Linked DNA regions of Rattus norvegicus: region 1 is linked to region 2. Evidence: chromatin contacts called from public Hi-C data. All regions are on one chromosome and are shown on one strand. Each heading gives the region's core, a stretch centred on a gene start, on an enhancer-like site or on the middle of the called end of the contact. The rest is flanking DNA. Distances are from core to core; before and after follow the strand shown.

Evidence for each region. A called contact is a pair of places that touch in the nucleus more often than the background predicts.
Region 1: a Hi-C map of kidney shows a contact between it and region 2, with 3 times the contacts expected there. The contact joins the promoter of Cyp24a1 here to the enhancer-like site in region 2. A contact is called at or near these places in 11 of 12 Hi-C or Micro-C datasets (the A7r5 cell line, Schwann cells, frontal cortex and 6 more).

What each region holds. Positions count from the first base shown.
Region 1 is chr3:179,707,633-179,714,263 of GRCr8, forward strand. It overlaps Cyp24a1 (cytochrome P450, family 24, subfamily a, polypeptide 1), which reads right to left and starts at 1,451. Exons shown (of 12, transcript NM_201635.3): 1 at 849-1,451; 2 at 500-690. The coding sequence starts at 1,106.
Region 2 is chr3:179,667,749-179,674,676 of GRCr8, forward strand. No RefSeq gene overlaps it. Among named protein-coding and RNA genes, the nearest start is that of Bcas1, 33 kb to the left of the region's middle. Within about 2 kb of position 4,698, at least 1 of the 93 cell types and tissues checked has an H3K27ac peak or open chromatin away from gene starts, as enhancers often do. A contact at or near this core is called in kidney, where this site is marked.

The DNA.
Region 1 (6,631 bases), core at 201-2,700, 37 kb after region 2:
CCCGAGGTCATGACAGCAACTTCAGAGAGTCAGAAACACAAATAAAAACGACATGATAATAGGAGAGTTATTGGGATGAGGGAGAATCTCAGTGGGAGTGGGAGGGGGAATCAGAGAGGGCATGGGGTGATGAAAGCGACCGGAAATACATTATAAACGCGTATGAAGTTGTCAAACAACGTTAAGATATTTGGTTTGACGTTAGGGTTAAATCTTGCCCAGGATGGCACCCAGAAGGTGAAGCCCAAATAAAAGGGGCTTGGTGCTTTTGATGTGTCCTGTTGGGGGAGGCGGGCATGCGTGCAATCCCTTCACTGGATGGCTTGTGAGAGGAACCCACTCTCTACAGCACAATTTCAGGATTGTGCAGGCTCTAGGTAGAGCAGGGGTTTTGTGTTCGTTCTGCATAAGAAAACTCCTAGGAACTCTAACCACTCCCCTCTCCTATTGTCCCGCACGCCCAGCCCCCCACCGCCTCCACCCAGCAGAAGGGACTCACAGGATCATCAACCCGTAGGCTTCGTTCCTGTGGTCGCGATAGGCTTTCCAAGGTTTGATCTCCAGTCGCTGGGGATGCGCGCTCTCTGTGCGGTACAGAGCTTCCAGCAGGCTCGGCGAGCCCAGATGCACGGAGTCGAAGGAGCCCAGCTTCATCCGGAAAATCTGGCCATACTTCTTGTGGTACTCTGCCTGCAGCGGGGCGGGCCAAATGCCATCAGCGCGCATCCTCTGGTGCCCAGGGCGCTCTGCCTTGCGCTGCTGACGGATCACCTAAGCTCGCCCTGCCGCCCCGATGGGAAGGAATAGGGAACAGGGGACAATACGGGAATAGGAAACAAACTATTTACCAGCGTGTCGTGCTGTTTCTTCAGGCCACCTTTCCAAAAAATCTCCAGTAGACTCCCTAGCAGTGGCCAGTTGGTGGGCCCAGGCAAGGAGGTGACGTTTCGAGTCTCACCGTCTGTCATCAGCGGGCAGAGGGGCACCTCTTTTGGAGCGCGGGAAGCGCTCGCCTTGGATGTCACCGACCTTGGGGGCTGTCCCAGGTCGCGCAGTCGGCGCAGAAAAGCGATCAGGGTGCGCCGTTTGTCAATGGGGCAGCTCATAGTAGCAGGCGACCCGTGGGACTCAGCAGGGGCTGGAACGGGTAAGGTGTTTAGGAAGAGTTGCTGGGTTCTGAAGTTTTGGCGGTTTGGGGAAGAAAGGCAATCAGAACCCCCGGGTGTGGCGAAATGGGGTACAACAGGAGGGACTTCGAAGAAGCAGATGCCCGGGATGCTGCAAGGTGCTTAGGGCGCTGGTTTCTGCCCTGAGCTGGCCACAGGGGCTGGGGAAGAGAGGCCGGGGTTGGCAGCTATGGGGAGAGTCTGCAAATTAGACTTCTAAGGCCTAAAGCCACGGGGGAATCAAGGAGGGTCGAAGGGATGCCGCCAGGTTTGATGTACCTCGTTGTACCTCCCCAAGATTCCAGGCATAGGGACCTCGTATTTATGGAAGCAGGGCATGCTGGAGTGGCCAATGAGCACGCTGAGCAGGGCGGAGGGGGACCGGCTGGGAGGGACGCGGGGGGCGGGTGTGGGAAGAGGATGGAGTCAGCGAGGTGAGTGAGGGCGCCGGGGCCTCGGTGACCGACACGCTGCTGGCCCGGCAGACGCACCGGTGGACTCCACCCCGGAGATAACCTGAGAAAGGCGGGTCGAGCCCAGGGTTCAGCGGGTGCGCTGCGAGCACGCCTCCTCGCCCTCCTCCTGCAGGCTGCAGCTGGCCTTGCAGGAGCCCAAAGCTGCGCTTGCACAATCGCCATGCAGGGCGGGCAAGGTCCCTGAGGACAGCGCGGAAGGCCGCCCGCGCTTGCCAAGCAAGTGGAGAGTGTCCGCCTTCCAATATCCTGGGAGACAGGTTTTCGCAGCCTGAGCCAGACTTCCCTTGGATGAAAGTTGCCTTTTTGAGCTTCTGAAGGAAGAGAGGACTTGAAACTTACTAGGCTATACCAAAAAGAGGGGAGGGGGAGAGGAAATAATCTTCTTACCTTGGGTCTTAAATTAGGCAAGAAAGCCCAATGCGGTTTGCAGAATTTCCTTACCAGATTCCTCGATGCTTCGGGTTGACTTGTTAGGGAATCGAATAAATGAACGCATGTAAGGTCTACACAGGTGTGTGTCCTCAATAAAGGATACTAGTGGCCTTAGTTCTTCAGGAGACTGTGCAATGCCTACAGGGCATAGCTCAGTTTCCTTTAGACTGTTTCCCACAGGTCCCTCGGGCCTTTCCTTCTTGCGCACCGCCCACCCTGCACAGAGCAGAGGCACGCACAGCTTCCCAAGCGCCCCACTTTCTCCCTAAAGCCCACCTAAAGCAGGCAGGGTTATCCACAGTCGCACTCCTGCTTTTGCGGCCGGATAGAACAGAGCTCGCTTTCCCAATTCTGGAAAGGAAATTGGTCTCGGCTGACTCAAAGTGATTCATATTGTTTCCCGCTTTTCCAATGCAAAGCCACCAGCACCTTGGCAGGAGGCAGAGTCTTCCTCCCCTGCTTTCCAGTCACCTGACCTGAGGTTACCGTGACCCAAGCAATAGCAAAGTCTTCCGTAAACATCTGTCAGCTTCTGGAGAAGCTTCTGCAATCCGATTTGTGATTGTGCTCCAACGCTGTCACTTCAAATATCCCCTAAGAGGTCGGCGCTAATTAAAAAAAACAAAAAACAAAAAATACAAGAGCTGCACATAAGCAATAATATTTAGCTGAAATCCATCAGATCTTTTACAATATGCACTGCAGTGTGTACGGCACACACACTGTAAGCTTACACAGTCTTTTGTGTGTCTGTGGAGCATACATTTTATTCTCTATGTAATACAGTGTAGGCCTTATAGCTGCATGAGGGTACCACATGCTATGCTTCTGAGAGCCTGTGATAAACCAGGAATTTCACGCCAATGCTTCTTATTTATTAATAATTTATTTATGTGTTTACATCCCGAGTGCTGCCGCCTCCCCGCGTGCCCTCACAGGGTTCCTCCTACCATTTCCCCTTCCCTTCTGAGAGGGTGCCCCCCCCCCCCCCCCCGCCATATCCCCTCACCCTGGTGTATTAAGTCTCTGTAGGATCAGGCACATCCTCTCCCACTGAAGCCAGACAAAGCAGCTCTCTGTTGTATATGCGTGGGGGCAGGGCGGGGCAAATTTCACCTCAGCTCAACGTCAAAAACATGTGAAAGACCCCCCCACCCCGCGCCACACACATACTTAAGGAATTAAACGCTTAGTCCATTGTCGCAAACATTAGTGGTCCCAATGGCATTTGCAACCCCCCCACCCCCCAGTTTCTGACCCAGCCTGACTCTTTAGCATAGACATCCATAGACTATCGCTCTCTTGAGACGGAGAGAGCCCCATAGACCAGGCTAGCTCAAACCCCTCATCCTCCCTGTTTCCACCTCTAGAGTGCTGGATGACGGTTTATGTCACGTCTAACATCGCCTGGTCCGTCATATCGCTTTTTCTTAAACATGAAGATGTAAGAATACTAGAAATATTCCTTCCATGACGATGTGCCCAGAGGAGGGTGGGATCAGCGGGTGGGGTGGTGTGGTGCTGCTGAGGGTGGTGGGAAAACTGCGCCCCCTAGAGGGAGGATTTATGTCCTCATCTCTTCTCACTTGTGCCTGCATGCTGTGAAGCCTGGTGTGTGACAACCGTCTTGTTACTTCAGCCATGGGGTTACTACTTCTTTTCCTTTTTCTTTTTTGTTTTGTGTGATCAAGAAGGAGGCAGGTTTCAGATGAAGTGGATTTTCCTGGGAGTTTAGCGTTAAACGTTTTTTTGTTTGCTTTGTTTTTGAGACAGGGTCTCACCATGTAGCCCTGGCTGTCCTGGAACTTGCTATGTTGGCCAGGTTGGTCTTGAACTCTCAAAGACCTGCCTGCCTCTGCCTCCTGAGTGCTGGGATTAAACTCATGTGCCACACGGAATGCTAGCACTAGATCTCATCGTGTATGACAAATGGATAATCAGAAGTACGGATGTTATTAGCTAAGGTATACATAGAAGTAAATAAGAAAACTCCCATTTCATCTAAGTCCATGTCTTGCGTTCACTGGAGAGAGTCCCAAGTCTCATCATGAAGTTTATTGGAAGTCCATTGGGTAGAACATTCATCAGTCCTAGAAGAGTTCAGAACACCAAAATGACTATGTTGAGCATACTTGGAACGTAACCTTCTTGCCTTGGCCTGGTGCCCCCCTCCTTCCATAGCCTCTGTGAGCATCCAAGGAAGCTTTAGGAATTCCTAATGAAAGGTCTGGACATGGCTCCTAAGTGCCAATCCCACTCCCAAGACCAGCCCAGGCCACCTCTGCTGTTCTGGGAAATCCTACCCAACTCCTGCAAAGATTAATTAGACCCTAGCCTTTCTACTATGCAACCACACACGACTCTCTCTCTCTCTCTCTCTCTCTCTCTCTCTCTCTCTCTCTCTCTCTCTCTTTCTCTCTCTCTCTCTCTCTCTCTCTGTGTGTGTGTGTGTGTGTGTGTAGAATGGAACCTGTTGGAGGGCAAGTGCTTGATTTTGATCTTCTGTACTGGGAAACACAAAGCCCTTTCAAATATATGGACTGCTAATATAATTTTGAGCCTCAAACCTTGGCTGACCTAGGGTGAGAGCCGCTTTTCGATTGTGGGAAATCGGAGGGCTGACTTTTCATTTCTTGAGCAGAAGGTGGTGGAACCAACCTCACAGCCACACTCAACACATCACGGAAATGGGGAGAGTACCAACACAGGCTCCTGGGAGGACGCCGCAGAACGTCTGTAGCAGAGTGAGATGCGAGAGAACTTACCTTGCAGCGCTCATGCATTGCACGCATGAGCAATGAAGCTACCCAGAAGGCAGGTGTTTTTCTTTTCTTTCCTTTTTTTCTTTTCTTTTCTTTTCTTTTTTTTCCAGAGCTGGGGACCGAACCCAGAGCCTTGCACTTGCTAGGCAAGCGCTCTACCACTGAGCTAAATCCCCAACCCCAAGGCGGGTGTTTCAGTCAGGATCTCCGTGCTCAACTAAATAGGTGCGGTTTGTGAGTCTGTGGTGCTAACCAAGAGCCCTGTGATCACCAGAGAACCACCCTCCCGTGGAATCCCTAGAGACTTATTTTGAGACAGGGTCTCACCGAGTTGCTTAGGCTGGGCTCAGCCTTGCAACCCTCAACCTTGCCCGGGCCTTGCAAAGAGCTGAAGTCATAGAGTTTGATTCAGTAAACTCTACAGTGAATTAAAACAAAGAAAACCAGTAAAAAAAAAAGGCCCCCTCTCACACAGCCCCTCTTCCCATCCCCTCTCCCCTAAAGCCATAATCTTCATGGCTTCTTCCCCTCAGTGTTTCCTCCCAATTACTTAAATCTCCTTGAAATTGTAAGCGACTATCTTTCCCAGACCACACGATGCATACTGATTATGTTGAAAAGCGCCCAGTGAGCAAATAATAGGCAATTGATTATTGATTCTTTCCTCCTTCCCCAGCAAAACCCAGAGAGTTTAGTAACAACGCATCTTTTGTTTTCTGAGGAAGTTATTGGTAAAGCCTGCAGACGCTCTTCTGGGCGCCTCTGGGTTGAAACAGTGTCTCCACTCTTTACTGGCTGTGTGGGCTTGGGAAGATGGTTTCTCTGAGTCCAGTTTCCTCATTCACGACACTGGAGGTCACTATACACTCCTCCCTACATGGGCTGAAGCAAAGGGCCCAGGTGAAAACACTTGCTTTCTGGTTTCTGAGCAGAACTAGGCCATGTTGACCAGTCACTGTTTTATTCCAAGTGTGGATAAAGGTATCTGAAAACTTCCAACGCAGTCACACGGGATGGGGGCAGGGGCTTTTGAACAGGTTCCTGGTCAAAAGAACTATTCTGTTTTAAATCAGGAATAACAGGCTGTGAACAAGTCGGTGTTTTAAAGATTTATTTTATGTGTGTATGTACATATGTGCCTGTGTGTGTGTGCATTTTTGTGTGTGTGTGAGTGTGCGTGCCTGGATATATGTATGTGTGTGCTTGTGTTTATGTGATTGTGTGTGCTTGTATATGTATGTACACGCCTGTATGTGAGCCTGGGTGTATGTGTGTGTGTGCCTGTGTATGTATGTATGTATGTATGTATGTATGTATGTATGTATGAATGTGCCTGTGTGTGTATGTATGTAAGTATGTATGTATGTATGTATGATCCTGCATGTGTATGTATGTGTGCCTCGGTGTGAGCCTGGGTATACGTATGTATGTATGTATGTATGTATGTATGTATGTGCCACATGTGTGTGGGTTCTCATGCAAGCTGGAAGAAGGCATCCAAGCTCTGGAAGTTGGAGTTCCTGGTGACTGTGGAGTTCCTGGTGACTGTGACCCACTTGGTATGGGTGCTGGGAACTGATTTCCACAAGGCAGCAGCACACCCCCTAACCACTGAGCCATCTCTAGTCCCAGTTAGTATTGGTCTTACTGATTTTTTAAAAAATAATACAGGCCCTTGTTCTGTAGTTGAGGCTGGCCTGGTAGTTTTTAGATAGTCTAGACTGGCCCAGAACTGGCGGCAAGCCACCTGCCTCAGCCTCTCTAGTGTGGATTTAGAGACCACCACAGCCAGTAG
Region 2 (6,928 bases), core at 3,448-5,947:
CCCGCTTTTTTCTCTTGTGTTTAACTCATCGCGTGGTCTCAGATGCGCTCACTAAATTCTGTTCTCCCCCAAGGCAGTTTCTTCTCGTTGAGTGGTAGCAAAACCCCATCACAATCCTCAGGGGCTGCGAAGCTGATGAGAGGGACGTCCCCCTGAGCCAGATGTGTCCTACTGTGGCAAATGGGGCCGCAGTCTCACAGGGTGGTCTGCATCTTTGGGTGCAGTCGAAAGAAGAGCGGGTAAACAGATATCATTGAATGATCTAGGAGTGACTTCTGAAAGCACTTGACCTTTGACCTGCGGCAACAGCCTGTGCTCCCTGAGCAGGCGCACGGCCCAGACTCAGCTAACACTTATCAGTCATGGGTGTTGCCTCCTTGAGGAGCAGGGGGCATCCCCGGTTGGGGTCATTGAGGTTTGGGGACAGTTGTTCCTCCAGGTCACTGTGGTCACCGACTGTGGAGAGTGACCCCGCCTGTGATTAGTTTAGACTGATAGTGTTACAAAGTTCCCCTCTCAGCGCTTGTTTGCTGTGGGGGCGATGCCAGGTGTCAGTTGGGGCACTGAGGTCAAAGCCAGGTGGAGAGTCCAGGAACGCCCTCCAGGTAGCGGGTCACCAGGTACATGACAAACCCGCTTATTGAGGTCCAGGTGTGCGTGCCAGAGATGGCGTCAGGGGTGTCGATGCCAGGGGAGGAAGGCGAGGCATGGGGGTTCTGCAGCACACCCCAGGGCTTACCCCAGGGCACACCCATGACAGAGGGACAAAAATAGCAGAACTCTTTTTGTGTTTTGAGACAGAGTTTCACGTAGCCTGTGCTGACCTCAAAATTTCTGCTTAATGTAGGATGACTTTGAACTTCTAATCCTTCTGTCTTTACCTCCCGGGTGCCGGGGTAGCAGGTATAGCCCACTCATGGCCAGTTTAATCTGGTGCAGAGGAGGGAACCTAGGCCTTTATGCATGTTAATAACACACTCTGAGCTATACCATGGATACCAAGACCTAAGCTCTCATAGAATACTAATGCAGACAGCAAATGCCGTGACCGTGGTGCAGAGTTACCTGGTGAGCTTTTACAGAGGCATCGTGTGCCCATGACCTTCGAGAGTCCCCCAGTGACCTGGCAGGGTACTCACAGACACACACGAGGGACACAGGCAGGAGTATATAGGACATGACAATTTGATCTAGAAAAGGCAGACATCACCTGAACATCCAGCAAGAAGATAACGGTTAAACAGCAGGGATAAGTCACTCAGCTGATATTACGTTCAAATTAAAAAGTTAAAATCAACTGAAGCTCGGTGACATATGAGCGGGGTGACGTTGTCAAAATGAGATGCCGAATTAAAAACCAAACTGCAGGGGTTGGGGATTTAGCTCAGTGGTAGAGGCCCTGAGTTCGGTCCCCAGCTCTGAAAAAAAGAAAGGAAAACAAAAACAAAAACAAAAACAAAAAAAACCAAAAAACCAAACCGCAGGAAGACATGTTGAATGAAGCTCACAGACAATGCCAGGTCCCGGTCATATTCTGAGCTCATTGATTTGACGCAGTATCATCTAAGGCTGAGCACCACGGTCTGGCGTCAGGGTGGGTGTAGCCTCGGAGAGGGAGGTGAGGGCAAGGGCTTGTTCACGGGAAGCCAGGGTCCGCAAACACATCTGGAGTATTTTGTTTCTCACTGAAGTGCTGAACTGTGAAAGTCTGAATAAGTCAGATGGATGACCACTGCTTTTCCGGACGCTGGAAACATTTCTTATCTGTAAAATGACCTGTGTTATAGTCAGGTGTGGAGGTGCACAGCTTCAATCCCAGCACTTGGGAGGTAGGGGCAGTTCGATCTCTGTGAGTTCAAGGCCAACCTAGTCCATAAAGTGAGTTCCTAGATAGCCAAGGCTACACAGAGAAACCGTCTTCAACCCGTGTGCTCCCCACCTCCCAACCCATCCCACCTCAAAAGAAAGAAAGAAAAAATCCTGTTTTGTGATTTGCTTTTTGTCTTTGTGTGTGTTTGTGTGTGTGTGTGTGTGTGTGTGTGTGTGTGTGCGCGCGCGCGTCCCCTTTAATTTATACTTTATGTGTGTATGTGCACATGTGTGAGCAGGCACAGAAGAGGATGTCCCCTCTGTCATCCTCCACTGGTTCCTTTGGGACAGGGACTGAGTAATCCTCTTGTCTCTGCTCCCCCAGACCTGAGATTCCGGGTGTGCGTGAGACCCCAAGCTTGTTACTGAACTCTGGTCTTTGTGGTTGCCTAATGGCGCTCTTACCCTGTGGGCCTCTGGACCTTTGTTTTCTTTGGCTTGCTTTTGAGACAGGGTCTATCTGTGCACCTCAGACAGGCCTTGGACAGGCAGGAATCCTCCTGCTTCTGTCTCCTGAGTGCTGGAATTAAAGGCACGCACCCCACCTCCTGAGTTTTTCTTGACCTTTTGTACCTTCTGGAGCATTCTGGGGGGCAGTTCTAAACTTCCTTTCCTTTCGAAAAATGTTTTGGTTTCACAGAATCCGGATCGCAGAACTGAGACTTCATTTCTAGGTTTAGAAGTGAGGGTTGCCACACAGGCCGGGTGGCATTTGGTATCTCATCAGCCCCCAGGTGGCCCCGTGCCTTTGAGAACCCACATTTCAGAGGCCAAAGGAGCATCTGGGAGCAGAACTCAGAGATGGAGTCCGTGGCATCTCCTGCGGCCAATCACCTGCCACTCATCTGCTCCCTGCAGCCCTCATCAATGAATCAGCAGCCCGTTCTAGCTTAGAGGAAGTGAAGTGTGTACAGAGGTCCCTGACCTACTGAGAGAGGTCAGGGAGTGACTTCCCAGTTAAAGTGTGACTTCAGCAGAGGAGGACACAGGGCACCGAGTTCGAAGCGTAGTGTCAACAGGAGCGAATCCCAGGTGATGACTCAGCAGGTGTGTAAGTCATCCCGGGGCGGTCCCCTTGGGGAGAGCATTGCCGGCTCTTCAGGGTCAGCATGTTGTGAAATGCCACGCACGGGACTTAGCAGGCAAAGACTCATGGAAGGTGGACAGTTTGGGGGTCCTTTATATCACAGCCATTGGGAGGACGCCGGGAGGGATAGAGAGCGATTATTCTCCCTGATGGAACCGTGGCAGTTAACTCATTCCGCCTCACTAGTTCATGTAACATTTTACTGTTGTGACGATGCCTACCGGAGAATTCAGGCTCTTGACAGATTTCCCTGTGTGTCTCCAAAAAGGGATTCCCTATGTAACCCAGGCTGGCCTGGAGCTCTTTCTCCCTCTACCCAAGAGCTGAGGCTTCAGACATGCACCACCAGTGCATGAGCACCGTCACTGCCTACACGTGCAGTGCACAGAGGGCAGACGTTATTAAGCCTGCTTCTCCCTGGCGAGCCCACTGAGATGCACTAGCCTGGCCCCACACCTCAGAGATAGATATACTCCACGAGCGTTTATGTAGGAGCCCATAAGTTACATTTTAAGACATGTAAGGGTGTGTGTGTGTGTGTGTGTGTGTGTGTGTGTGTGTGTGTGTGTGTGTCTATGCTCACCCGATGCCTCAGACTCACAAAGCTCTGCTGGTATCGCTTCCCACGTGCTGGGCTGAAAGTTGCGCGCCACCATGCCTGGCCTAATCCGGATTTTAAAACATCTGCTACAACTTTGTAGAGAAATCAGCGGAGCGGGAAAGAATCGGGGAGATCAGTATCCGGGATGTTTCAGAGATTTGTGACTGTTGCAGTCCCCAGTGTCTCCCTGGGCCCCGGAAGTGTCGCTCGGTGTTTGTGGAGTGGAGTGGTTGGATGGGAGAATGTAAAAATACATCCCTTCAGAGGTTTTTGTGGTCAGGGGCAGACACATCTTTCATGGATGACAGATTTCCCAGGTTAACTAACTCAGGAAGGTCTGTATCCCTCTGAATTCCTCTCCTCTCTTTCCTGACTGGGCTAGCCCTCAGTGGATGTGTGCGCCATTTAGAAACCGGAAGTGAAAGAGCCCCCCAGAGGCCAGCAGTGGCAAGGCTCTTACAGCTCACCCGGACTGTGGATGGGTCTATGGGCTTCTTTCCTTGGTGTGAGACGGTGACTCTGCCACAGCCCCTGTAGTTCCTGTGCATCAGCGCCTTTTGGTGTTCAAACCCTAGCCTGTACATATAGCTGTTTAACTTCATGGAGGTGGGTCCGTCTCTCAGGTGGGTCACACGCACCACTGAGAGACGGCGAGGAGACGTGCAGTTTCTGGCACCACGTGGGGCTTTGGGGTTGTTCCCCATCTCTCCCACTTCCTGCCCATCCTGCTGACTTCACGAATCAGCCGTGAGAAGAACATGCATCTCACTCTAGAATGTTGGCGCGCGCACCACCAAGAGTGATGCTCTTCCCCTGCTCTGCTTCCCCAAACACACCTGCAGCATAGACACCAAACGTACGGACCTACTAACCCTGTGATTTCTTGCGTTTTTCTATTCTTCATGTTTTAGGAAAATATTAAAATAGTAAGGAAAGATAACTCTCAACATCTTGACTGCCTCGTTACCCATGATTCTCAGTAGTCATCTGGAAGAATGTTCTAGCTGGTGGGTGTCTCTCCCTCCCTCCCCTGGCATCTCAAAGCTGTTTGTGCTGTTTGCTTGCCCAGGAAGGATGCAAGACAGTGTCTCAGGTCTGGTTTTGCAATATGTGAACCCAGTGACTCCTGGATGAACCAAAGGTACTGTGGTTCAGCAGGCGATAGCTGACAGGTCCACCCCCTGCAGCGCTCTGTTTGGGAGTTGCCGTCTTTAGCAGCCTTCCTGAGACTAAAGTTCAGTCCTAGTTTGAGGTTAGGTATTAAAGATCCTAATTATCTTGGGTGAATGAAAAAAAAAGTGAATGGAGTTTCAGAGTCAAGCGGGAACTTGTGGGTCAGATTTCATACTAGAAACGTAGGACCCACGGACAGATGAACTGTGGGGTACCTGGGGGCTTGCAGGGCTCAGGCCCGCTCCATGACAGTTAAAATTCTGCCCCACCCACTCTTGGATCTGGTCCTTTCACGCTCAAGGCAAGGGTTTTACCGCTGATCTCCAGAGCCAGCCAGGGACCGTACAGAATCAGTTGGCAGTGGAGGTCCCGCGTAGTGTTTTGCATCCCTAGGCAGCCCTCTACTATGGAAGGGCATCTCAGCCCTGCTTTTCATTCTGCTCCAAGAATGGGTCTCAAAGTTGCTCAGTCTGACCTTGAGCTCAGGCAGTTCTTGACTTTGCAGTCTGCCTCCCCAACTGGCTTTACTCTCTCCGGTTGTTGGGATTACCTGTTTAGAAACGAGAGTCCAGACCAGAAAATCTAGCACTCCGCAGAAATGCTTAAGCCCACAAAAGCTCAGCTGAGCACTGATCTCCTTATCTTCCCTAGTTATGGCGAGCCCGAGGAGATGACCACTCAGACAAGGCTTACAGACACCTGAAAGTCTTATTCCAGCCAGCTGGGACTACACTCAGGTATTTGGGACCCAAGTGTAGCACTGAGTGTTTACAGTAAGGGTTTTTTTCCCCAACATTTTTTCTTTTATTGGATGTTTTTTATTCACAGTTCAAATGTTATCCCTTTTCCCAGTTTCCCCTCCAGAAACCTGCTATCTCCCCCTGCTTCTATGAGAGTGCTCCCCCCACTCCCTCCCACCTCTCTGCCCTGACATTCCCCTACACTGGGGCATCGAACTTTGACAGGACCAAGGGCCTCTCCTCCCATGATGCCCGACAAGGCCCTCCTCTGCTACATATGAGGCTGGAACCCTAGGTCCATCCCTGTGTACTCTTGGGATGGCCTTAGTCCCTGGGAGCTCTGTGTGTGTGTGTGTGTGTGTGTGTGTGTGTGTGTGTGTGTGTGTGTGTGTGTTTTAAAAGCAAAAATCATAGCCTGATTTCTCACTCCACAGCTGTAAGGGGAGGTTTCGCACGAGCAAGTGATTTAACAGGAGTTAAGAGCCTGAGGCATCTGACCTCAGGTTCCTAGAATAGAGCTGAGTATTTTTCTGTAATTTTCCATGGGATTTTCTATCAAGACCAAAATCCAGTCAAACCTAAAATAGTCTCTTCAAGAATACAAGATTTAGGAACTCCTGCACTGTCTCACTCTGTTATACAGTAACGTCTTCTCAGACTGGGGGTGGGGCGGGGGCGAGGGCTTCTTCCTTCGAGAGTTTCAGGGTCTACAGATGTGCAGTGATTGTTCTCAACTTTATTTTTTGTTTTCGATATTCTTCATTTCTGAGGTAAATAAGACGGGGAGCATAGCAGAAAACAAACAACACACACATATACACACATACACACACACACCACACATACACACCACACACATACACACACATACACACACACCACACATACACACATACACACACACATACACACACATATATACACATGCACACACATACCATACACATACACACACATACACACACCACACATACATACACACACATACACACACACCACACATACACATCACACATACACACACACACCACACATACACACCACACACATACACACACATACACACACATATACACACATACACATGTACACACATACACACACCACACACATACATACATACACACATACATATACACACACATACACACACGGCCTTTGGCATTTGCAGGCATCTCCGGTGTGTAGAGGGTTTGGTAAGGGAGTTGGAGGACATGGACCAGGGGAGGACATGGGAATATGAAACTGAGCGTGGCTAAAGGAAGCTTTTGTCAGGCGGCAGTGAGCAGGAAGCCAGCTCACACCTACACACACAGGTATGGCTTCCAAGACAAAAGGTAAACCTTAACACAGAAGGTGAAACTCCTGAGGCCTGAGAATTTGAAGAATTTGGAAGTGTAACACACATCATGTGAAACAGGCAAAGGATTTCTGAGGTCTGTGTCAGCAACTCCTGTT